Regions from separate parts of the Mus musculus genome. Here all the other regions are linked to region 1. Evidence: chromatin contacts called from public HiChIP or PLAC-seq and promoter capture Hi-C data. All regions are on one chromosome and are shown on one strand. Each heading gives the region's core, a stretch centred on a gene start, on an enhancer-like site or on the middle of the called end of the contact. The rest is flanking DNA. Distances are from core to core; before and after follow the strand shown. Region 1 holds the start of Hap1 (huntingtin-associated protein 1). Region 2 holds the start of Csf3 (colony stimulating factor 3 (granulocyte)). Region 3 holds the start of Cdc6 (cell division cycle 6). Region 4 holds the start of Gjd3 (gap junction protein, delta 3). Region 5 holds the start of Top2a (topoisomerase (DNA) II alpha). Region 6 holds the start of Igfbp4 (insulin-like growth factor binding protein 4). Region 7 holds the start of Ccr7 (chemokine (C-C motif) receptor 7).

Region 1 (3,004 bases), core at 226-2,725:
ACCCACCTCTTCCAGCAAATACAACATCACTTTGACATCATCTTCGGTGATCTTCTTCGTGGGTGGTGGATTAGGACACAACGCTGCAGGAGGAAAGGCCCAAGTGGGTCAGGGAAAGGAGCCGAGGCTGCCCATAGACCACTACACCCCTCACAACAAAGATTGTGAGACTGCACTCCATCTGGCCCTAACACCCTCTCCACAGCTCCGGATCTCCCCACTCCTGCTTTCTCAGGAGGGGCCTGGATGCTGTAAAGGCAAAACCATCCTCTGGGCTCAGGAACTGGACTCTCAAGACCCCTGGGTCTCTGGGCCCCTCGAGATAAGAAGTCAGGGAAAATACTGGGCTCATCATGCCCACCCCCAATCGGCATCTTAGCCATCACTGGAGTCTCCTCGATCATAAAAACAAATGCAGTCACCCATCCTAAACCTGTTGCTTGTCACAGGAGGGCCAAGTAGACTTCTTCAGCACCCAGAAGCGGGCACCTGAGCCTAAAATTGCCCCCGCCCAGAAGAGGAGGGACAGAAGCCCAGTGCCCCGCCCACTCCTCCCTCTTCATTCCAGCTTCGGAAAAGTACGACCCAGACCCCCTGAGGACAAGTAGTGGTCAAAGGCTCCCCTACACACACACCTCTACCCACCCACGCAGGCTGGTTCCTGCGGGCTAGCGCAGGCTCAAAGCGCACCCGCAGCCCCCGCCCCTCTGCTGGCACTGCGGTAGACGGGGAGGGGGCACTGAGAGTGCGCAGATCTGCCACAGCAACAGGCGCGAAGAGGCGGGCGGAGAGCGCGAGAGAGCTCTGGACCTGACGCACCCACAATAATCGGGAAACCGGAAAAGGGGGGGGGGGAGATGGGGAAAGAGAAACCAAACCGGCACCGCAGACTGTGGTCTCGCGGGGGTGGTGGAAAGGTGGAACTAAGAGCCACAAGGGGGCGGGGCGCCTGAGTCGGTGCACCCCCTCCTACCTGGAGATGCCCAAATAGTGCCCAATGCGGGATCCCCGAGACTCAGTTTACCTTCCTGCAGCTCTCGAATAAACGCCGCACGCTCAGGGCCGGACACGCCGGGCCTCCGGCCGATGTACGCGGCTGGTGTCTTCCAGATTCCCTCGGCCTTTCCAGTGCCCAGGCCAGTGGCCCGGGGACCGTAAGGCCCCTGGAATACGTAGCGGGTCCATGGTGCGTCCGAATCACCAATGATCATGGACCGACAAAAGCTTCCTGTCTTGGTTCGGGATCCTGATTTTTGTCCGGACCCGGTTCCCTGCGCTGGAGCAGGTTTGGGCTCCGCCGAGGGCTCCGGAGCGGGACCAACTGCAGGCTGGGTCGTGGGGGTGCCTGCTGCTGGGTCCCCCGACCCTGTCCCGTCTCCCGCACCGCTCTGCACCTGCTCTTTCGGGCGCATCTTGACTCCGCAGTCCGCTGCCGCAGCCGGGGCTTTATAACCTGTGCTCGGAGCGGGCTCCACTGGGCTGTACCACGCGTGGCGCTAGGGGTGACCGTTGATCAGTTAGTGGTGCCGAGGACTCAGGATCCTGCAAGAAAGCAGCCAGTGGTGACGAGATAGGAAGTAAATAAAAGAAGAAGAAAGAAAGAGATGAACTAGTGCCTAGCTTATTCCGTGGGGTCGAGTCCACGGTGATGGATTTCTCTTCCCTTCCATCTTCTGAGAATGGTTCTGTCCAAAGCCGCCGCTTCCCTGGACTTGAGTAGAGGGACCCGTAGCTTCTGCCTAGAAACAACCCCCCCTTCAGCCCCCCGCGCGCGCTCCCGCCACCCCAGCTTCCAGGGGCTTTCTGTGTTGCCCTACCCAACATTGTGTACAGACCGAGGTGACCTGAGAATCGAGGCAGTACGCCTGTGCCTTCCCAGGTAGACTAAGCGAGAAATCCAAACTCCGGTATGGCTTTCAACGTGTTGCGTGTCATCCACAGGTCCCTCTCACTCTCGCGCTCGCCCCTGGACGTCTTCCATCTTAGTGCGTTCACTCGTTCTTTATTTCCAACCCTAATTCTCAAGCCCTACAGTCCAAGCAAGCACCTGTTCTGTTCTTCAAACATTCCAAAAAGAACATCTTCGGAGGGGATCCTGCTTAAATGTTTCGCTGTGACGACTCTTCAAGATCCCCGTGTACACACACACACACACACACACACACACACACACACACACACCAAAACATCCGTTATCCCAGGGTCTGAACTGATCGATGTCGGTCTCCACGACTTTACCCGTGCTCTTCAGCTCATGGACGGACGTATGCTCCCCAGAAAAATGGCTACTTTGGAAGCTGGCTCTCAGTCCTGAATGAACTGGTTTAAGGGGTGGGAGCTAGGGAGGGCAGTAGCCATTTCTGTGCTTTTAGACTGGGAGACAGGCTAAAGGGAGATGGATGACTCATGGACTCAAGTCTCAAAATCGTTCTTGATGTTCTCCATTCTCCACCATCCTCCAGTGGACAAGGCTATTGACTTTACGTTTTTTAAAATATTTATTTATTTATTTTTTATATCTGGTGTATGAAGGTGTCCATGTCAACATCAGTTGTTGTCCGTCCCTTGCCACCTTATTTTTTGAGACAAGGTTCCTCACTGAATCTGGAGTTCAGCACTTTGACTAGACTGTCTGGCCAGCGATTCCCCAAGACATCCACTTAACTCCACCCTACCCCTCAGCCCCGGGGTTTACAGACAGGTGCCACCATACCAGACCTTCATGTGGATGCTAGGGATCCAAACACAAGCCTTTATGTTTACACGCAGACCGAGACAGTTTACACATGCGCACACACATGTATGTATGTATGTATGTATGTATACACACACACAGACATACAGTTTTATTTGTGCATATGAGTGTTTTGCTTGCTTGTATATCTGGGCACCACTACCATGCCTGTTTTCCACAGAGGCCAGAAGAGGGCATCGGATCCCCTGGACCTGGAATTACAGATGGCTGTGAACTGGGAGCAGAACCCTGAAAGAGCAGCCTATGTTC
Region 2 (3,004 bases), core at 184-2,683, 1.7 Mb before region 1:
GCAGGCAGATTTCTGAGTTCGAGGCCAGCCTGATCTACTGAGTGAGTTCCAGGATAGCCAGGGCTATCGAGACAGAGAAAACCTGTCTTGAAAAACAAAAACAAACAAATAAACAAACAGAATGGGAATCCCTTGGCCTGTCCTCTCAAGCAGAGGCTATGTAGTTAATGTCCATGACATCTGTGGCCACCAGAGGGCACCCTAGCCCCAGAGTTGGCCCCACCCCATCAGGTATGCCTCAACATCAAAAAATGTCTATATTCCTTGGCCCCACCTTGGTGGGGGTGAAATAGTTCAGAAAGTACCAGATCGAGATGCCATCAGTCAGACAAGGAATGCCGTCCTCCTTTTTAGGTAGTAATACCCTGTTGGGACTGAGAGCGACTGGGATGTCCCTCCATCCCTACTACCCATGATTGGGCAAGGCATTTCCCTTTCTGGCCCAGTTCACAGAGGTGAAATCACCAAGGTCTCTTTCAGAGCTAACACTGGGCAGAGTTCTAGGATGGGAGATGCAGCTCCTCCTTTCTCACCTCAGCATGCATCGACTCAAGCCAGCTCACACCACTGCTACATAATGAGCAGAGATCGTCGGGACACTCCATGACCCAGCCTCCGACGCCCTCCAGATGCCCCAGACTCCACGACATCGAGGTAATGTGCCAAGGGAAGCAGAAAGGCAAGGTCAGGTGAGCCAGGAGCCCCAGAGGGTCTTGATTCATTCAAGACAGACATCCGGTTTCCTCTGGCCTCTCTGCCAGGATCCAGGGGCTTAAAGAAATGAGTCATAATGGGGGGTATTGGGGAGTTCCCAGCTAATCAGCCTGGGACAGAACGGCCTGAATGCTGGACCAATTTATTTTTATCCAAATGTGGGGCAGGCGTAGACAGCAAGACCCTACCTAGGGTGCTGTGGAGGGCTCCCAGAAAAGCAGGAGGCAGCCACCAGGAAGCTTATGGGTCTGAAAAGAGGACAGGTTCTTTCTTCTCTCGGGATGTTTGTCCCAGGTATAGGTGACTTGAGAATCACAAATGAAGGGCAGAGGGGGCTCCCCAAGCACGTCTGCCAGAGGATGGAGAGACAGAAGCAGTCTTGATCTGAGCACCCATTCTTCCCCAGGGTCTGAGTTCCTTGCTATCCCCTCCAGGGTTTCACCAGCCTTGTTGGACAACTCGGATCCAGATCCAACACCCTGCAGCGATTCAGGCCTGGGTGTGGCTGGAAGAGAGGAAGAGAGTTTGAGGGGGGGACAAGACGTCAAGGAAGGAACAGAGATTCCCCGATTTCACAAAAACTTTCGCAAACAGCTTTTCCCCAACCCCCTGCATTGTCCTGAGCTATCATCAAATTTGCATAAATCCTGGGAAGTTATTACTAAGCCTGAGTTGCCCCAGCCCCAGGTAATTTCCTCCCGGGGCCTTGATGGCTTTATGTATAAAGGCCCCCTGGAGCTGGGCCCTGGCAGAGCCCAGAGCTGCAGCCCAGATCACCCAGAATCCATGGCTCAACTTTCTGCCCAGAGGCGCATGAAGCTAATGGGTGAGTGCCCTGGTTACCTGCCCTGGGTGTGGAATGGAGAGAGGCCGGATAACAAGTGCCTCAGACCCGTCTGTTTGCTCCTAGCCCTGCAGCTGCTGCTGTGGCAAAGTGCACTATGGTCAGGACGAGAGGCCGTTCCCCTGGTCACTGTCAGCGCTCTGCCACCATCCCTGCCTCTGCCCCGAAGCTTCCTGCTTAAGTCCCTGGAGCAAGTGAGGAAGATCCAGGCCAGCGGCTCGGTGCTGCTGGAGCAGTTGGTGAGTGGGGTTGCCATAGGTGTGGAGGGAAGGACTTGGGGGGGGTAGCGGGGGAGGCAGGAGCACAAATGAGAAGAGGGCAGACTAGGAACACACAGCAGTTGACAGTGTTTGCCCAGTGTGCACAAGAGCCTAGATGGCACCCTCAGAATACTGACAGAAACATTGAGGAAGGGAACATGGGGGGAGAAGGGCACAGGAAAGAGAATGAGTAGAGACAGCAGTGGGACCTCTGGATGGGACAGTCCTTAGGGTCACTAGGAAGGTAGGGAGCTGAGAAGCCAGGAGGACCTGAGCTGGACAAAGAGCCTGGCCCAGGTGAGCACCCTCAGTATCCTTCCATCTACAGTGTGCCACCTACAAGCTGTGTCACCCCGAGGAGCTGGTGTTGCTGGGCCACTCTCTGGGGATCCCGAAGGCTTCCCTGAGTGGCTGCTCTAGCCAGGCCCTGCAGCAGGTGAGTATTTTCGGAAAAAGGAGGACCAGGAGGAGAAGGGGGAGGAGGGGGAGGAGGAGAAAGAGGGAGAGGAGGGGGAGAAGGGGGAGGAGGAGGGGGAGGAGGAAGAAGAGGGGGAGGAGGGGGAGGAGAAGGAGGGGAAGAAGGAGGAGGAGGGGGAGAAGGAAGGACTACATCCTACTATTTGGGCTCCTGAAGAGAGCAAGCATCCCAAGATGTACTGCCTAACCCTGCTATCTTCCCCAGACACAGTGCCTAAGCCAGCTCCACAGTGGGCTCTGCCTCTACCAAGGTCTCCTGCAGGCTCTATCGGGTATTTCCCCTGCCCTGGCCCCCACCTTGGACTTGCTTCAGCTGGATGTTGCCAACTTTGCCACCACCATCTGGCAGCAGGTGAGTACCATCTGGAGGGGGTCATGGCAGCACACCTGGGCACCCTGGAAGCTCTCTATATTTTCAGAGGCCTGTTTTTTGGGAAGACACCCCTCGCCCCCTACCCCGCTTCCTCCAGGCTGAGAGACAGACAGACTCTGTCCAGAGACAGACTGGGTTGGAGTCTTGGTCCTACCGTTAACGTTTAATGAGCCCCACAGGCCAACTTAACCAACTTCCCAGCACTTCCTCACCTCAAGGAAGGACTGATCCCTGACTTCATCTCCTCCCCACAGATGGAAAACCTAGGGGTGGCCCCTACTGTGCAGCCCACACAGAGCGCCATGCCAGCCTTCACTTCTGCCTTCCAGCGCCGGG
Region 3 (3,004 bases), core at 332-2,831, 1.4 Mb before region 1:
CGGCAGCTCGTTTTCTTCTGGAGTCAGTGCTTAGCTGCTCGAAAACCTTCACAGAGTGGACCCCTTCACCATCTTGACCTGTTTAGAACCCAACTCTCTTTAATCCTCCATAATTAGGTAGTCAAGAGTTTAGTTTTCTGTCAGACTATTTAAAATGCAAATATCAGCTCTTACAATTAGTTATAAAAACTTCCTAGGGAGCCGGGCGGTGATGGCACACGCCTTTAATCCCAGCACTTGGGATTTCTGAGTTCAAGGCCAGCCTGGTCTACAAAGTGAGTTCCAGGACAGCCAGGGCTATAGAGAAACCCTGTCTCGAAAAATAAACAAACCAAACAAAACCAAAAACCTTCCTCGGGTGCTTATAAAGACTAATTAAGGTGATAGAGGTAAAATAACGAGCTCAGACCCACACACTTACGTTGGCTCTTCCCAGCTATTTGAAATGAGAGGTAACTGGCGATTGTGCTGTTGTGCTCCTACTTGTAGCTTTGTGTCTGTTTTATTTGGTATCAGACAATAAAAGATATATCCTATAGCCAGGTGTGGTGGCGCACACCTTTAATCTCAGCACTTGGGAGGCAGACCCAGACAGATCTCTTGAGTTTAAGGCCAGCCTAGTCTACGTAGTTCCAAGACAGCCAGAGCTACAAATAAAAAGTCTCAGAAAACAATAACAACCAAAACAAAACAAACCAAGAACAAAATCCCATAGACTTTACCATTACCTAGAATTGGGCTCTGGTCTTTAGAAGAACCCGAGTAACCTTGGAGCCTGACCTGCCTGCAAATGGCTGCTCTAGTTACATTTTTCATTAAATGCTCAGCTTGCCTTGCCGATAACTCTTTTCCTTGGGTCCCAGACCCTAGTGCTTGGCCATAAGAGATTTTCAAATTAAAGAGACATAATTTTACTCCCTATGATGTGTAGCTAGATGGATGTTAAGGCAGCACTTGGAATGTATGACCTTGAAATTATACGTTTGGTGTTGCACTTGTTTCTCACTGAGCAAGCGCAAGTCAACAAATAGTGAGATGATGTCAGTTTGCTTAGATAGGTCTAGAACTTGCCCCCCCGCCCCCCAAAAAAATACCCTGGTTCGAGTTATCAGCTCCTCCCCACAGAAAATTCTGTGACCTTATACATTCATTTGCTTCATGCCATACAGGACCGCCCCCCAAAAAGTAGGCCTTGTAGCCCTCTTAAAATCTAGCCCACCAGAATAATGAAAATAGGGATGTTTGGCAGATAAGATGAGCAAAGGTAGCCCAGTAGAATGAGGACGTTAGGCAACGGTGGGGAGGCTGGGTGGAGGACAAAGTAGAAATAAAAATACGGAAGTAGATGTGCGTAGAGGCAAAAAAAAAAAAAAAAAAAAAAAAACTACACTTCCCGCCAGGCTTTACGGCGTGACGCGCTCGTAAACGCGCGCCTTTCCTCCGAGGTCTCAAAAGTTAACGCCCTCCCGGGCGAGTGGGTGTGACTTCGTGGTGGTCGCTGAGACCTGGGGCTGTCCTATTGGCTGCCGGCCGTCACCGGCGAAGGCGTGGTGATGAGTGACAACTAATCAGAAGCCTGGCTGGACTTTGGCGGGAGACGAGAAGGCTGAAGTAGAGCGGCTTTGGCGCGAGTTGACTTTGCAGCTGCTGTAGAATTTGTGGCGGGAGAGTTTTTACGGTGGTGATCGAGACGCGAGGAGTGTGCACTGAGCGACACGGCCCTGAAGAGTGCAAAGCTCCGCGAGGTCTGGTGTCCAGAGAGGTGAGGCTGGTCCGAGCAAGGCCGGTGGAGAGCGGGAAATCGCCTGGGGTCTGAGGCTGGGTCAGGGAGGGGGTTGTGAGCTCTAGAAGCGGTTCGAGCACGCCGCGTTGGGAAGGAGAGAGCTGCTGGGAGGAAACGGTGTAGGGTGGGGTCGGGAGTTTGGTGGAGTGCTGGCTAGTTTTGAGCAGAGGACGCAGCTGCCCTTGCCCAGGACTTGGGAGAGCCTAAAGGTGACGGTCTGGAACCAAACCAGTGCTAAAGACGTCTCACATGTCTGCAGGGAAGGAGCTAAAGTATTATAGAAATAAATGGAGACAGACTTCTGGCATCATACAAGTGTAAGAACTTGGCTTCTGGTCCCAGGGTGCCCAGGGTGATAGCCGTGTGTTTCTGTGACTATCTCTTTAAGAGAGGGCTAATAGTGTCTACATTTGACGTATGGTAAGACTGTAGTGTGTAATATGTGTATAACGGAATGTTACACGTACTAGGCAGACAGACGTTACCCTTTATTACATAGATTTGCATGGGAAGCACAACTAAATGTTAAAAATGCTATGTTAACGTGATTTATGGAGTGCTGGTCCCCAATATAATTATTTATATTGCTCTGTGTGTTTTTCTCTTTGCTCTCCTGATTTTCCTTTGTATCCAGTTGTGTGGCCATCATGCCTCAAACCAGATCCCAGACACAAGCTACCATCGGTTTTCCGAAAAAGAAGCTATCTAATACCCTGAAGAAACCCAATTCCCGGGATTGTGAAGTAAAACTTAGAAACGTCCAGCCTGTACCCACCACTCCGTGTGTGGACGTAAAACTTCTGCCTCTCAGTCCCCGAAAACGTCTGGGTAAGCCCTCCGCTTTGTGAGTGCGACTTTGTGACTGAGCTCTCAGCCTTTCCTGCCTTGATGCTGAGGTGCCTGGCTCTTAAAACCAGAGCTGTATTTGCCTTCATAATGGCTGCCAAGTGTGTACCGAATTTCACGGTTGAGCCGTACACTAGAGATCATTTGCTAAGGAACCTAGGTTTGATCTTCATTTCCTTAGTTCTGTCCTTTACATTTCCCTTGAAGTTATAGTGTTATGGAACTCGCCTGCGTGCTTGTGAAATTAAGAGGAAACAAATAACCCGGGAGGTGGTGAGCTTGCTTTTAATCCCAGCACTCAGAAGGCAGAGGCAGGTGGGTCTCTTGAGTTTGGGGCCAACCTGGTCCACAGAGTGAGTTTCAGGCCAGCCTGGG
Region 4 (3,004 bases), core at 328-2,827, 1.4 Mb before region 1:
CCAGAACACATCTGACTGAACAGGACTGTTTGCTGTCAGTTCCTGTTGGGGACAGAGTTGCCTCATAGGTGGCTGGGTTAGTGACTGACAGTGGTGGCGGATGCACACACAGAATGTACGTGTGTATAGGTGTGTATACAGAGCTAACACAGGACGCATGCGTACATGCATCCACACAGAGCCTTCAAGGACATACATGTACATTTCTGTGCACGCAGGCATGAACCCAGGTCTCTATCGCCTGTCACTTGGGAGATGTATACGTGTGGACACACGCATGTGCGGACCCTCACAAGCATACACATGCAAATACACACAGCTCATAGAGGTTTACTATGCTTGAGCAGCCAACCCATCTGAGTGTGTCCAGAGAGAGTGTGTGCAGAGCGCTCACGGAAAACCACTCTTCTCTGAATTAGCAGGGAACCTGGGAATGTTGCCATCACTGTTGATTTTTGTCCCCGGTGCAACAATCAGGTCACCCACGGCCGGTTTGCCGCCTCTCAGGGGAGCCCTTGGCGTCCTCCCTTTCCGCAGGGATCACAGCACCGAGGAGCCTCCCTGATTTAACACGGCTGCCGTAACCAGCACTAGGAAGTGCGACACCTCCCCCACCCGAACCCTGGCGGTCCCCTCTGCTCATCTTCTGCTCAGGCAGGGTCCTACGCAGTCTTTCAGAAGCAAAGCCTTCTGCCTCCAAGGACCCGGGTGCTGATATCCAGCCTCCGATCTCGCCGCTAGATGGCCAGGTCCTGGCGCACGGTAGCCAGCGACGCTTTGCTGTGGCCGCTGCCGCCTTCGCCCTCGCTGTCGCCTGCCGGTGAGCGGTGCGCGTAGGCTGGCGGGCCGAAAGGGTCGGGGTCCCCGCGCTGCGATGGCAAAGAGGGCGACGGCGGCGGCGGCGGGAGCAGCTTGGCGCGCTGGCGACCCTTCCAGAGCAGGTGACCCAGCTCCGCCACGCTGAGCAGCGCCGACAGCAGCCCGACGGCGAAGTAGAAGACCACGAAGACGGTCTTCTCGGTGGGCCGGCTCACGAAACAGTCGACCGTGTGCGGACAAGGTGGCCCGGCGCACGCGTAGTGCGGGTCCACGCGGAAGCCGTAGAGCAGCGCCTGGCCGCCCAGGAAAGCCAGCTCGGCGAGCAGGCGCAGAGCCACGCTCAGCAGGTAGCAGCGGCGCGCGCGGCGAGCGCGCAGGGCGCACGGGGAGCACGGCGCCTCGGCACGCCCGCGCGCGCACGGCGGGGCCAGCTGCGCACCACCCGCCTCCTTGCTGGCCTGGTGCATGGAGTAGATGACGAACAGCACCGGCGGCGCCGACAGCAGCAGGATGTGGAAGAGCCAGAAGCGGTAGTGGGACACCGGGAAGGCGCGATCGTAGCAGGTCTGGCGACAGCCGGGCTGCAACGTGTTACACACGAACTCCTCCTGCTCGTCCTCGAACACCGCACCTCCCACCGTGGCCAGCACCAGGATGCGGAAGATCAGCATGATCACCAGCCAGAGACGACCCACGAGCGGCGACTGTAGCTGCACCGCGTCCAGCAGGGAGCCTAGGAACGCCCACTCCCCCATGACGCTGGGGACGAGGAAAGGGGGTAGTCACAGGCTGGGGCGGGCTGAATACCCCCTGTCCCCCGCCACCCCCCACCCCCACCCCCACCCCCGTCCCTCAACAATCTCGGAGGGCGCCAGGGAAAGAATATTTTCTGGGGTTTAATGAGTTAATGTCAGAGTGTGAGGATAGTCCATCCTCAGCTATGGGATTCCTTCATATGGGCATAGAGGGGTGCTGAGGAGGGATTTCCCCGCACACCTGGCCTGGGCCTGCTTGGCTAGGGAGACCCTAAGGTTCCCCAGATTCTAGGTTCTTCTTCAGGGCCAACCTTGCTGGCCTGGCTTTTTGTGCCAGGAGCAAGAGCGGCTACTGGAGTCTAGAATTCTACGTTCCTTCTGTTTGAGACCCCTGGGAGCAAGGGGAGGGCCAGGCCGGGTGAGCCCCCACTGTCTCCTTTCTCTCTCACCTCGCAGCAGGGAACGCCTTTTGGGGTTGGAAGCTGACACAGAAGCCTGTTTTTCCAACTTAGGATCTCTCGCCCGCCCTCAATCTTCCCTTCCTCACCAACCTCAGCCAAGGAGACCGGGCACAGCCCCCTCGACTCCTCTCTGATAGCAATTATCAAGCATCTCTTGTAAGCCTCCCCAGACACACAGAATACACCACGTCCCGTCCCTGTAGACCCTTAGTGGCCTCTAGATGTCCCCAACCCCACTTACCCCGGGACCTGGGCCTTAGAGCTGAGCGGAGGACCTTGAGAGACAGCTGGGACCTGTCCCTCTGGGTCCCTCTTTCATTTTCCTTTTTGGCTTTGGCCGGGATGGATGATAGGACAAGTATGGCTGAGAGGGGCTAGCTCTCCCCCTTCTCTTAAAGGGACAGGGTGACCTGTGGTCCGGCTCCACCCTGGAAATAGATCCAGGGCCACACCCCTTGTTGGGTCCTTCCTGCCTTCTCTTTCCATCCCTTACCCCCCATGCCCATCCCATAGCCATGTCTCCATCTGGCGATGGACGGAGGCTAACTAGAGCTACATTTTTTTTTTTAATTGAGGGAGCCAGAGAGATCAATCATGGGAACCCTATCTCCTGGCAGACTCCTCAAACTGAAGACTAGGTCCACCACAACCAACTGACCCCATTTTTGAAGGGTCTTGTGGGCCAGAGGGAGATAACTTCGGCTTTTAGGGGACAACAAATATGGCTTTGGGGGGGGGGGGCTTTTGGTTCTGCCACTATTGGACCTTGGATGAGCCATGTAGGTCACTTGGGCTAAGATCTCTTGGTCTGTCACCTGAGCCAGCTAAACTCTAAGATTCTTACTTTGTTCCGAGACAGAGTCTCGCTGTGTAGTTCAAGCTGGCCAGGACCTTACCGTATAGGCCAGGCTGCCCTTGAAGTAAATGATCCTCCTGCCTCAGCCTCCCAAGTGCAGGACATTAAGTATG
Region 5 (3,004 bases), core at 354-2,853, 1.3 Mb before region 1:
TCCACCTGCCTCTGACTCCTGAGTGTTGGGATCAAAGGCGTGCACCAACACAACCAGGAGTGGTCTTCTAGAATGTTGAAACACACACACACACACACACACATACACACACACACACACACACACACGCCTGCAGTATATACATGAATGATGGATCAGTTCCAATGACAGTAAATAAGTAAAAAAAAAAAAAAAAATCCTGACAAAGTATGCCATGACAATAAAGCAAGCGCACTTTGCTAGTTTGGTTTTACCTGGGTCACTAACTCCACAGAGCCAATGTAGGTATCTGGGCGGAGCAGTATATGTTCCAGTTGTGTTTTTTTCTGATAGATTCTTTCAATAGACAATCTTTTCTTGCCATCTTCATTCTTCTTTTTGTTCATTAGCATATTTTCATTTACAGGCTAGCCATTAGGGGAATTAAAAATAAACTTAATTTTAGCCACAAGTTTATCAGAAGTGGTCAACAAAATATCTGCAACAATGATAAAGTCCATACACTCTATCACCATCTATCCCCTGCTTGTAGGTACTGGTAGAGTTTACATAGTTTTGAACGAACAAGTCAATTAAAATCCTTGTGATTAGGTTCTGTGGTTTGAGTATTCGTGATGCTGGGGATGGAACCCAAGGTCCCCCCACCCCCCCTTGCATGCACATGCTAGGCAAATGCTCTGACCACTGAGCAAAATTCCCAGACCATTTTTTTCACCCCCTGTTGCTGTTTTTGAGAGTCCCATTAAATAGCTTAAGGCATCCTCTTGCCTCAGTCTCTGGAGCAGCTGCCATTTCAGGCCTGCCCCACTAGGTCTGGCTACAGATGCCCGTTTAAATAGGTATTTTAGTTCTGCAAGTATGGACATTTCTGCCTTGAGTAATATTTTTTATGTCATCGATAAACTACACTCAACTTCTTCCATCTAATGGGAAAATATTTAGTGAGTGCCGACATAGGCTCGTGCCGATTACAGATGGTATCCACCCGTAGCAGTTGGGATGCTAGCAATGCAAACCCTTGGCTACATTCACATCCCGAAACTGGACTTTTTTTGAGCCACTCGGTCGGCCAGCTCCTCAATGGGAACTGCCATGCTCTGCACCTTCCGTGATGAGTTATTCAAATCACCCAGGGAAGGGAAGAGGGCCACTGAATTCGAGTATAAGCCGGCTGGAAGTCACACAGAAGCCATTAGACTACAGACCGATCGCAGGACTAGTTGAACCTGCTCCCACAAACAATAAAAACACAACACTCAAGAACCCAGATTAGATTATAGATATCATTTCGGAAAGAGCTTCACCCAGTCCACGACCCCTCAAGGCCCAGAAGATGGGGCTGACCGGATCCAGCCGGTCGCCGGCCAGCGCTCGGCCCTGGAACCTCAACTCTCGCCGTCAGCCATGAACGCAGAGGCCACGTAAAGGCTCTACTACCCGGCCCCATCCGCGAGCTGTACCTGCAGCGGTGACAACTCCATGGTGACGGTCCTGAAGAGGCTCGAGAATCCGGAAAGCGACAAAACCAGCGGGAAACGCTAGGCGACCCGCGACGCGCGACGCGGGACCTGGACGCTCCCCTCACAGACGCTTGTCGGTTAGGAGAGCTTCCCTAGTTTCATTTGAACCTTTATCTAGCCCGCCCAAATCAGAGGAACCAATCACCGACTCGCTCTCATTGGCTCTGTTTGCAGTAACCAATCGTAGATCGTCTTTTATTCGAACAAAAGACCGCCTTTTCGAATAAACCAATTAGGTAAAAGAAGGCGGGAGAATCTTCAAAATGGACCAATAGCAATTGTTGGTGGTACTGACAGAAAATCTGACCAATGAGGAAGGTCCATGTGCTCTGAGAGACACTCTGAAGAGAGGGAAGGCATTTTGGAAGTGCAAAGTGGTTGACTAAGCCGTCCTTCTGAATATAACTAGAAAACGGATGCTCATTCTTTATTTCAGATCTGTTGAGATTACAGAGTCTTAATCCTGCGATGAGTTTTCCTTTTTTTTTCCTGACCGAGGAAACAACGCCATCCCTCCCTCAAGGCTGGCCAAGGCAGCGGTTCTCAGCCTGTGGGTCGTGACTCTTGGGGGTCGCATATCAGATAGTTTACCTTACAACTCATAACAGCAGCAAAAAAATTACAGTTATGAAGTAGCAATGGAATAATTATGGTAGCAGGGCATCACAACATGAGACGCTATGTTGAAGGGTCGCAACCTTAGGAAGTTGAGAAGCGCTGAGTTAATGCTGGCAAAGTTCTGGCAAGTTCTTCTGCTTGCGGTCTTAGGCTGCCACACACGAAGAGTATAGAGATGCCAGCAAAATCGCGAGCAGCACTAACACTCCCTGTGGATCACCCCTGATACAAAGATTCATTCATGCTTCTTCAGTGGAGCTGAGAGGCCCTCATGAGACGGGAACTTCTCCCTCAGTCAGCTGCTGAGGGAATCTACAAGAGCTCTTTATATTTGCCCTCTATGCATAATGCAGTCTAGAGCACCGTTCAATTTGACATAAGAGGTGGGGGCTTGGTGGGTTCTCGATGGAGGAAGCTTCAATTTCCTGTGCTAAAAGTAAAAATGGTAGATATAAACTGGTTATGTGTGACGACACCACCCCTTTAATCCCAGCACTTGGGAGGCAGAAGCAGGTGGATCTTGGAGTTTATGGCCAGCCTGGTCTACAGAGCAGGTTCCAGAGCAGCCAGGGCTACACAGAGAAACCCTTTCTCTAACCCCACCACCACCCTCAAAAAAATCGCTATTATCAGCAAGGAATTTCTTAAATTTAAACATTTTTCCTTTCCAAAAGGCGCCCAAGATCAACCATTATTAAATAACTTCACGTGTCCAACAACAACCCTGCTGGCAAAGTGAAAGAGAAGGCCAATGAAGAAATGTGGCCTGGCTGGTGGGAAAACCAAAGGAGTAGAGTTTTAACCTTGTTCTGATCCTGTCTTCAGTGTTTTTAGCCTTGTCCTGTGTGTTAATAAAGGAGGGTGAC
Region 6 (3,004 bases), core at 266-2,765, 1.3 Mb before region 1:
GAATCAAAAACAAAACAAAACAGAAGCAAAAACAAAAAACCCGCTGTCTTCCCCCAGGAGCTTCAAGAACCCGTTCTGTTCACTTTTCTCTATGGCAGATGAGACAGGAGAGACCCAACTTTATCCTTGCGATGGGACTGAGGGAAGGAATCCTATCACTTCAACCCTCCTGCAGTCTTAGAGGTTGCCAGTAGGTGCCGTCAGTTCGCAACTTTTTGATCAGTCTTCCAGGTCCGGGTCTTGGTGCCTTTCTCCCTCCAACCGCGCCAACAGTCTGCGGTGCAGAAAGTGGGAGGTGGCCTAATTCCTCCGAGGCTGAAAGACCCCGACTCTGGGACAAAGAACCGGAAGAGGTCTAGGAAATCTTTAGGTTGGTTGCTCCTTGGATGTTTAGCCCAACCCTTCCGGACCCCATCCACCCGCAAAATCCTTCGGTCCTCCGACTGTGCCTGGACAGACACAAGAAGCGAACTCCTTGGTTGGGGAGGATGAGGAGGCGTAGGGAGAAATGAAAAAGAAGGTGGTAGGAGGTGGGTCTCTCCTCCAAACGCGACTCTAGATCAATTCCCGTTTCCAACAGAATTGCTGCGAGGGGAAGGGATATATTTATCAATAATCCCTTTATCACCCAGGGGCAAAGTGGCGTCGGGAAAATTAAAAGGCCGCTTCTCTTTCTGGAAATCTTTGACTGCCATCTACTGGGAAACTGTTGCAGTAACTATGCAAACACACAATGAGTACATGAAGTGGAGCCCCCTGGAGTTGTTCGACTCACATCTTGTACAAAGCCAATGGCAGTCTCCTTCCAGAATCTAAGCAGGGCGGTAGAGGGAACAACATCTAGGAAGGAGGAAGAGGCTTGGCACTTTGTTCTGGAGTTCTGGAAGCAGAGTGCAGCAAGGCCCAAATGGAACCAGGGGCGGGGGTCAAGCGACAGGGGTTCAGGGGCAAGTGAGAAGACTGCCTATTAGCACCTTGAGGCCAGAACTCTCCTGGACCCTTTACAGAGTGCTTAGTCGCCTTGTCCCACTTTAGCGCGGTCTCTAGAGGTTGACTGGACATACCCGGGGGGTGGGTGGGGGTGACCGGAGGACTCTGGCCAGGGATGGGAACTGAACAAGAGAATCTTGAATCCGCTATGAGGTCAGGTTTTCTGTGGCAGCAGGAGGATCTCCTAGGTGTCTGGGAAGGACTCCTTCGAGGTCGAGGGAGGGGGGCAAAGCAACATCCCCTTCGTTTCCCCTCGCCCTGCTTCCTCTTCAGGGTCCAGCTCAGAGGCTCTCCGCGCGCAGGCCACCGCTTCCAAACTGCGTCGCTTTCTTCGGCGGGGCAAAGGACTTTCAGATGTTGTAGCGGTGGCGGCGACTCAGGCCAGCGCCCCCTCCCCCCTAACGGCCTCTTCTCCCGCTCCATTGCTCCAGTTCCCCCTCGCCCTCCCCTGCTCTCCCACCTCGGGGACGGCGCTGGGGGTGTGGCCAGGGGGCCGGTATAAAGTCCCGGGAGCCGGTCCCGGGCAGCCGCTCAGCCCCCTGCCCCCCGCCGCCTGCTGGGCCGGCCGAGGATGCAGCGCAGCGCCTCGGTGGCCAGGCTCGCTCTGCTCCAGCGTGCTTGCTAACTTCCCCGGCTCCGTCTCTGCCTGCCGGGGTCGCCCCGTGTCCCTGCGCCCTCCGGGTCTGGTTCTCTAAGCTCTCTGGGCGCTGCCTCCGGGTCCCTTGCAGCCCGCTCGCGAGCCCGCGCTCCCCTCCTGCGCCCCACCCTCGTCCTCGCCATGCTGCCCTTCGGCCTCGTGGCCGCCCTGCTGCTGGCCGCAGGGCCTCGGCCGAGCCTGGGCGACGAAGCCATCCACTGCCCCCCTTGCTCCGAGGAGAAGCTGGCGCGCTGCCGCCCCCCCGTGGGTTGCGAGGAGTTGGTGCGGGAGCCAGGCTGCGGTTGTTGCGCCACTTGCGCCCTGGGCTTGGGGATGCCCTGCGGGGTGTACACCCCACGCTGTGGCTCAGGCATGCGCTGCTACCCTCCCCGGGGGGTGGAGAAGCCCCTGCGTACATTGATGCACGGGCAAGGCGTGTGCACGGAGCTGTCGGAAATCGAAGCCATCCAGGAAAGCCTGCAGACCTCTGGTAAGGTACACCTACCTTCCCTCGGCCACATTTCCCAAACACCCTCCTCCCTGCAACTTAGTTCCCATTCTGGCTGGCCTGGAAGGCCCGTCAATGCCCCCTGTGAGTTGAGGAGAAGGGAGGTACGTGGCAGAGCTTAGAAACAGCCAAGAATGCTGGCATTTAATCCCAGCACCAGTTGCCACTGGTCGAGGGAAACCTACCCCACCTCTTCATCTCAAACCTCCTAAGTACTTCTTTGGGAAGAGGGGCCTTGGCCTCAGTGGTAAGCCTGGCTCCTGAGGTAAGTTAAATGACCTGATTCAGTTACATTTGTCATCTAGAGTTAGATGACTGCGATGATAAGGTGTGCGTGCGTGTGTGTGTGTGTGTGTGTGTGTGTGTGTGTGTACATGCACATGTGCATACGTGTGTGCATGTGTCTGTGGGGGGTGATAAGGATGGTGTGTGTGTACATGCGCATGTGCATACGTGTGTGCAAGTGTCTGTGGGGGTGATAAGGATGGTGTGCTTGTGCACGTTTGTGTGATAAGGATGGTATGTGTATTCGAGCGGGAGGCAGTGTGTGTGTGTGTGTGTGTGTGTGTGTGTGTGTGTGTGTTGGGACGGTTCCTTTCTGTTCCTGATCCAGAGCCTGATCCACACACCCAGTCTCAGGTGAGAGGTGTGAGGAGCCAGGGGCTGGGCCTTTCACTCATCACCCTGGGGTGAAGTGGGACATACAATTCAGAAGAACCTCTGGGGTAAAGAACATGCGACTTGGACTTCCCCCAAAGGCTCAGAAAGCAAAGGAAGAGAAGGCAGGGCTCTTTCTGCCAGGTTGGCACATCCAGGTTTCTTGCTCCTTCCTTCTGGCAGGTGCCATCTGAGGGGGTTGGAGGGAAATG
Region 7 (3,004 bases), core at 340-2,839, 1.2 Mb before region 1:
GGATGGTAAAATTTACACCATGGAAATTGGCAAATGCTGTAAATTTAGAACCTTTCCCTATTCTGGGAGCCACATTTTAGGAAGGTGGAGAAGATCTTTGGTGGATGGTGTGGGTTCTCTGAGACTATGGCTGGTGGAGGTAGATACCTGAGGTGTAGGCTTAGAAAGCAGGCAGGTGGGAGGAGAAGCTGGAATAGATATTTGCTTTCTAAAATATACTTAGAGAGGCTGATTCTATCCATCCATCCATCCACACATCCATCCATCCATCCATCCATCCATCCATCCATCCATCCATCCATTCCTCCATCCCTCTCTCCCTCCCTCCCATCAACACTTTTTACTTACACCCAAAACATCTGAGAGGCAGAGGTGTAAGAACAAAATCCTGCTTCCCATGAGTTCATAGCCAGCAGAGGTGGACCCCACTATATACCTTCCACAGCTGGATCTAGATCTAGGGTGCAATGCACGCTGGGCAGGAGAGACAGATAAAGATGCTGCTGGCTGTGGTGTGGCTTGGAGGGGGTGTGAGGACAGCACCAGGGAACCTTCACTTTTTAAAGTCAACCCCTTGTGGCTTTGAGGCTGGTGAGCGGAACTCTAGGAACTTGGCCCCTCCAGCCCCAGCCGAGTCTGACTCTGCAGCCGAGATTTAAGATGTGTAACTGGGGTGTCTGGAGCTGGACTCCCCTTGGCACTTTGCTATAGTAGACACTGAGGCTTGCCTGGTAGAATAGCTTGTTATAGAGAGGGCTGTGGTGTGTGGGCTTTGTTTTAGGGGCTGTGCTGTGCTGGCTACAGTTTCTCTACGTGGAGTGCCCCCTGGGCCACTCAATTTTATGTTAGTCATTCACCCTTTAACCTGCAAGAGGCACAAAACCTGGGATGTGTAGGAGGGAGGAAGGGAGGGAGGAAGACAGACAGAGACAGACAGACAGATGACAGGCAGAGACAACAAGAGGCAGAGGTGGCAGCTAGTATTTGTATTGCACTATGCACAGCACAGTTTCCATCAGTTTCACTCTTCTCGTGAGCAAGGAGATTCAAATCCTGGTTTAACAGGACAGAAAGGAGGGACCCAGAGTGGGAGCAGGGTGTCCTGAACTCTCTAAAGAGAATTTTCTTAGTCCCCAGAGGTGCCAGAGAACATCACCCATCCCTACCAGCTGAGAACGTGTTCTATCCAGGCATCAAGGTCAGTCTACCAGGCTGTTCATTGCCTGCTGCTTGAGAGGACCCAACTTTATGCCTGTGTCTGTCTTGGCATCCACAGCTGTTCCTTCCCCTGGGTCTGAAAGAGCAGGTACATCCTCTCTCCAATGCCTCATCCAACGGGATGGCATTCTCTGAAAGCAGCCACCAGTTCACACCAACTGCCCTGATTGCTCTGGAAACTCCCCCCCCCCCCCATGACCCCTATCCCCCATGCATGTTCATTGCCCTAGAGTCTGGCTTTGTGTCAGAAGTTTTGACTTCTCTTAAGAGAAAGCTTACTTACCTGGGTCCATGGTGCTCTGGGGGCTGTAGAAATCACACAGGAAGGCTGTGCTTTTGGTTCTTGTCTCTCTCCAGCTAGCCCTCTCTGGCAGGGAGGAAGTGGTAAGAGCCCCTTTTAAGTTGTTCCAGAGCCCCTCCCACTCCTGTCCCACCCCTCAGAGTCTTCCTGGGCCACAAGGTATGTGATAACCACATTCGGCTGTCATAGGATCCTGAATCACTGAGTCGTTTGCCTTCAGAAAGCCCCTGGTAGTAGTGCCTTGTAGAGACTCAGGGAGGAGCTGCTTACATCTGTGAGTGCCAAGCACGCCTGGGTGGCTGCTGTGGGGTGAGATAGGCTGAGGCTCGGGAGTCAGAGGTGTACTTGCATCCTTCTCTTGGTTTTGAATAAAAGTCTCCCTTTCAGTATGAACTTGATCAGTGGCTATTGTCCCAGCAGCCGCCAGGCAGCCCCGACATACACCTGCGCAGCCAGGGTGAGGTCTGTTGAACGGTCCGGCCAGCAAGGCTTCAGTGACACAACCACGAAGTGAAAGTTTGAGTGTTTATTTTTAGTACTTAAGCTAAACATCACAGGACCTAGATGCTAGATATGAGGGTGCCTGGAGCCCCTCGGCTTTCTCTACTAACCGAGAGGACATCAAGTCTAAGTCATTATCCAAACTGGTTCCCCAAGAAGAGATTTTATTTATTTATTTATTTATTTATTTATTTATTTTATTTTATTTTATTTTATTTTATTTTATTTTATTTTTGTCAGTGCCATGATTGTCCTAGAACTTGTTCTGTGGACCTAGCTAGCCTCGAACCCATGGAGATCTACCTGCATCTGCCTCCCGAGTGCTGGTATTAAAGACATATGCCACCATGCCTGGCCTATTTTTATTTTACTTTTTTTATTCTTTGTGACCACACCCATTTTCCCCCACAGGGAAACTGATTGATATATTTATTGGCATTTTTAATTGTTGTGCCTGTGTGGTGTGTATGGTGTGTGTACACACGTGTATGTGTGCGATCGTATGCGTGAATGTGGGGATTTTATGCCATTGCACGTGTGAAGATCAGAGACAATGTCAGGTGTCAGCCTACTTCCATTCTGTTGCAGGTATCACGTCTTTATTGAGTGCCCCATTCTATACTAAGGTGAGCTGGCCTTCTGGGTGCGTGGTCTCTTGTCTCTGCTTCCCATCTCCTTGGGGGACTGCTAGGATGACGAATGCTCATGCTACTGCCAAGCTGCTTATGAGGGTTCTGGGATTTGGACTCAGTTCCTCGTGTTTGTGGGGCAATTCTCTGTTAGCTACTAAGCCACCTCCCCAGTCCAAGGAGTGGGTTTAAAACAAGCATAGAGATCATGTGGGGACTGTGGGTGGCCATTGAGTTCTAGAGCAAATATCTAAATGTTCCATTTCCAGGAGAGACACCTGTAAATTTTTTTATCTCTAGCCACTGATTGTAGACAATTCAGTGAGCGACAGGACCCGACACAGAGCTCAGAATG

Evidence for each region. Promoter capture Hi-C pulls out the DNA fragments that hold promoters and counts their contacts. HiChIP or PLAC-seq counts read pairs in DNA pulled down with a chosen protein or histone mark.
Region 2: a contact with region 1 is called in a promoter capture Hi-C map of liver, with 5 times the contacts expected there. The contact joins the promoter of Csf3 here to the promoter of Hap1 in region 1. A contact is called at or near these places in 3 of 39 promoter capture datasets (hippocampal neurons, liver and pre-B cells).
Region 3: an H3K27ac HiChIP or PLAC-seq map of large pre-B cells shows a contact between it and region 1, with 5 times the contacts expected there. The contact joins the promoter of Cdc6 here to the promoter of Hap1 in region 1. A contact is called at or near these places in 1 of 39 promoter capture datasets (hippocampal neurons) and 3 of 115 datasets of contacts at active chromatin or transcription factors (embryonic stem cells, forebrain and large pre-B cells).
Region 4: a promoter capture Hi-C map of liver shows a contact between it and region 1, with 9 times the contacts expected there. The contact joins the promoter of Gjd3 here to the promoter of Hap1 in region 1. A contact is called at or near these places in 3 of 39 promoter capture datasets (cranial neural crest, hippocampal neurons and liver) and 3 of 115 datasets of contacts at active chromatin or transcription factors (embryonic forebrain, embryonic hindbrain and embryonic stem cells).
Region 5: a contact with region 1 is called in an H3K27ac HiChIP or PLAC-seq map of embryonic stem cells, with 5 times the contacts expected there. The contact joins the promoter of Top2a here to the promoter of Hap1 in region 1. A contact is called at or near these places in 3 of 39 promoter capture datasets (embryonic stem cells, hippocampal neurons and liver) and 3 of 115 datasets of contacts at active chromatin or transcription factors (all in embryonic stem cells).
Region 6: a contact with region 1 is called in an H3K27ac HiChIP or PLAC-seq map of microglia, with 8 times the contacts expected there. The contact joins the promoter of Igfbp4 here to the promoter of Hap1 in region 1. A contact is called at or near these places in 3 of 39 promoter capture datasets (cranial neural crest, embryonic stem cells and hippocampal neurons), 3 of 115 datasets of contacts at active chromatin or transcription factors (embryonic forebrain, embryonic hindbrain and microglia) and 1 of 9 other capture datasets (embryonic stem cells).
Region 7: a promoter capture Hi-C map of liver shows a contact between it and region 1, with 8 times the contacts expected there. The contact joins the promoter of Ccr7 here to the promoter of Hap1 in region 1. A contact is called at or near these places in 4 of 39 promoter capture datasets (cranial neural crest, embryonic stem cells, liver and 1 more), 1 of 484 Hi-C or Micro-C datasets (embryonic stem cells), 2 of 115 datasets of contacts at active chromatin or transcription factors (bone marrow-derived dendritic cells and neural tube) and 1 of 9 other capture datasets (adipose tissue).

What each region holds. Positions count from the first base shown.
Region 1 is chr11:100,354,666-100,357,669 of GRCm38.p6, forward strand. It overlaps Hap1 (huntingtin-associated protein 1), which reads right to left and starts at 1,476. Exons shown (of 13, transcript NM_177981.2): 1 at 1,025-1,476; 2 at 7-83. The coding sequence starts at 1,412.
Region 2 is chr11:98,699,880-98,702,883 of GRCm38.p6, forward strand. It overlaps Csf3 (colony stimulating factor 3 (granulocyte)), which reads left to right and starts at 1,434. Exons shown (of 5, transcript NM_009971.1): 1 at 1,434-1,540; 2 at 1,625-1,797; 3 at 2,147-2,254; 4 at 2,501-2,647; 5 at 2,923-3,004. The coding sequence starts at 1,501. It overlaps Gm38985 (a long non-coding RNA gene), which reads right to left and starts at 1,631. Exons shown (of 3, transcript XR_001780319.2): 1 at 1,558-1,631; 2 at 534-1,219.
Region 3 is chr11:98,906,220-98,909,223 of GRCm38.p6, forward strand. It overlaps Cdc6 (cell division cycle 6), which reads left to right and starts at 1,582. Exons shown (of 12, transcript NM_001025779.2): 1 at 1,582-1,762; 2 at 2,418-2,611. The coding sequence starts at 2,431. RefSeq lists an enhancer at 1-422.
Region 4 is chr11:98,981,443-98,984,446 of GRCm38.p6, forward strand. Gjd3 (gap junction protein, delta 3) reads right to left here and starts at 1,578. Exons shown (of 1, transcript NM_178596.3): 1 at 1-1,578. The coding sequence starts at 1,574. The coding sequence ends at 738.
Region 5 is chr11:99,022,586-99,025,589 of GRCm38.p6, forward strand. Top2a (topoisomerase (DNA) II alpha) reads right to left here and starts at 1,604. Exons shown (of 36, transcript NM_011623.2): 1 at 1,461-1,604; 2 at 255-407. The coding sequence starts at 1,481.
Region 6 is chr11:99,039,729-99,042,732 of GRCm38.p6, forward strand. It overlaps Igfbp4 (insulin-like growth factor binding protein 4), which reads left to right and starts at 1,516. Exons shown (of 4, transcript NM_010517.4): 1 at 1,516-2,117. The coding sequence starts at 1,769.
Region 7 is chr11:99,153,488-99,156,491 of GRCm38.p6, forward strand. It overlaps Ccr7 (chemokine (C-C motif) receptor 7), which reads right to left and starts at 1,590. Exons shown (of 3, transcript NM_007719.2): 1 at 1,502-1,590. The coding sequence starts at 1,511.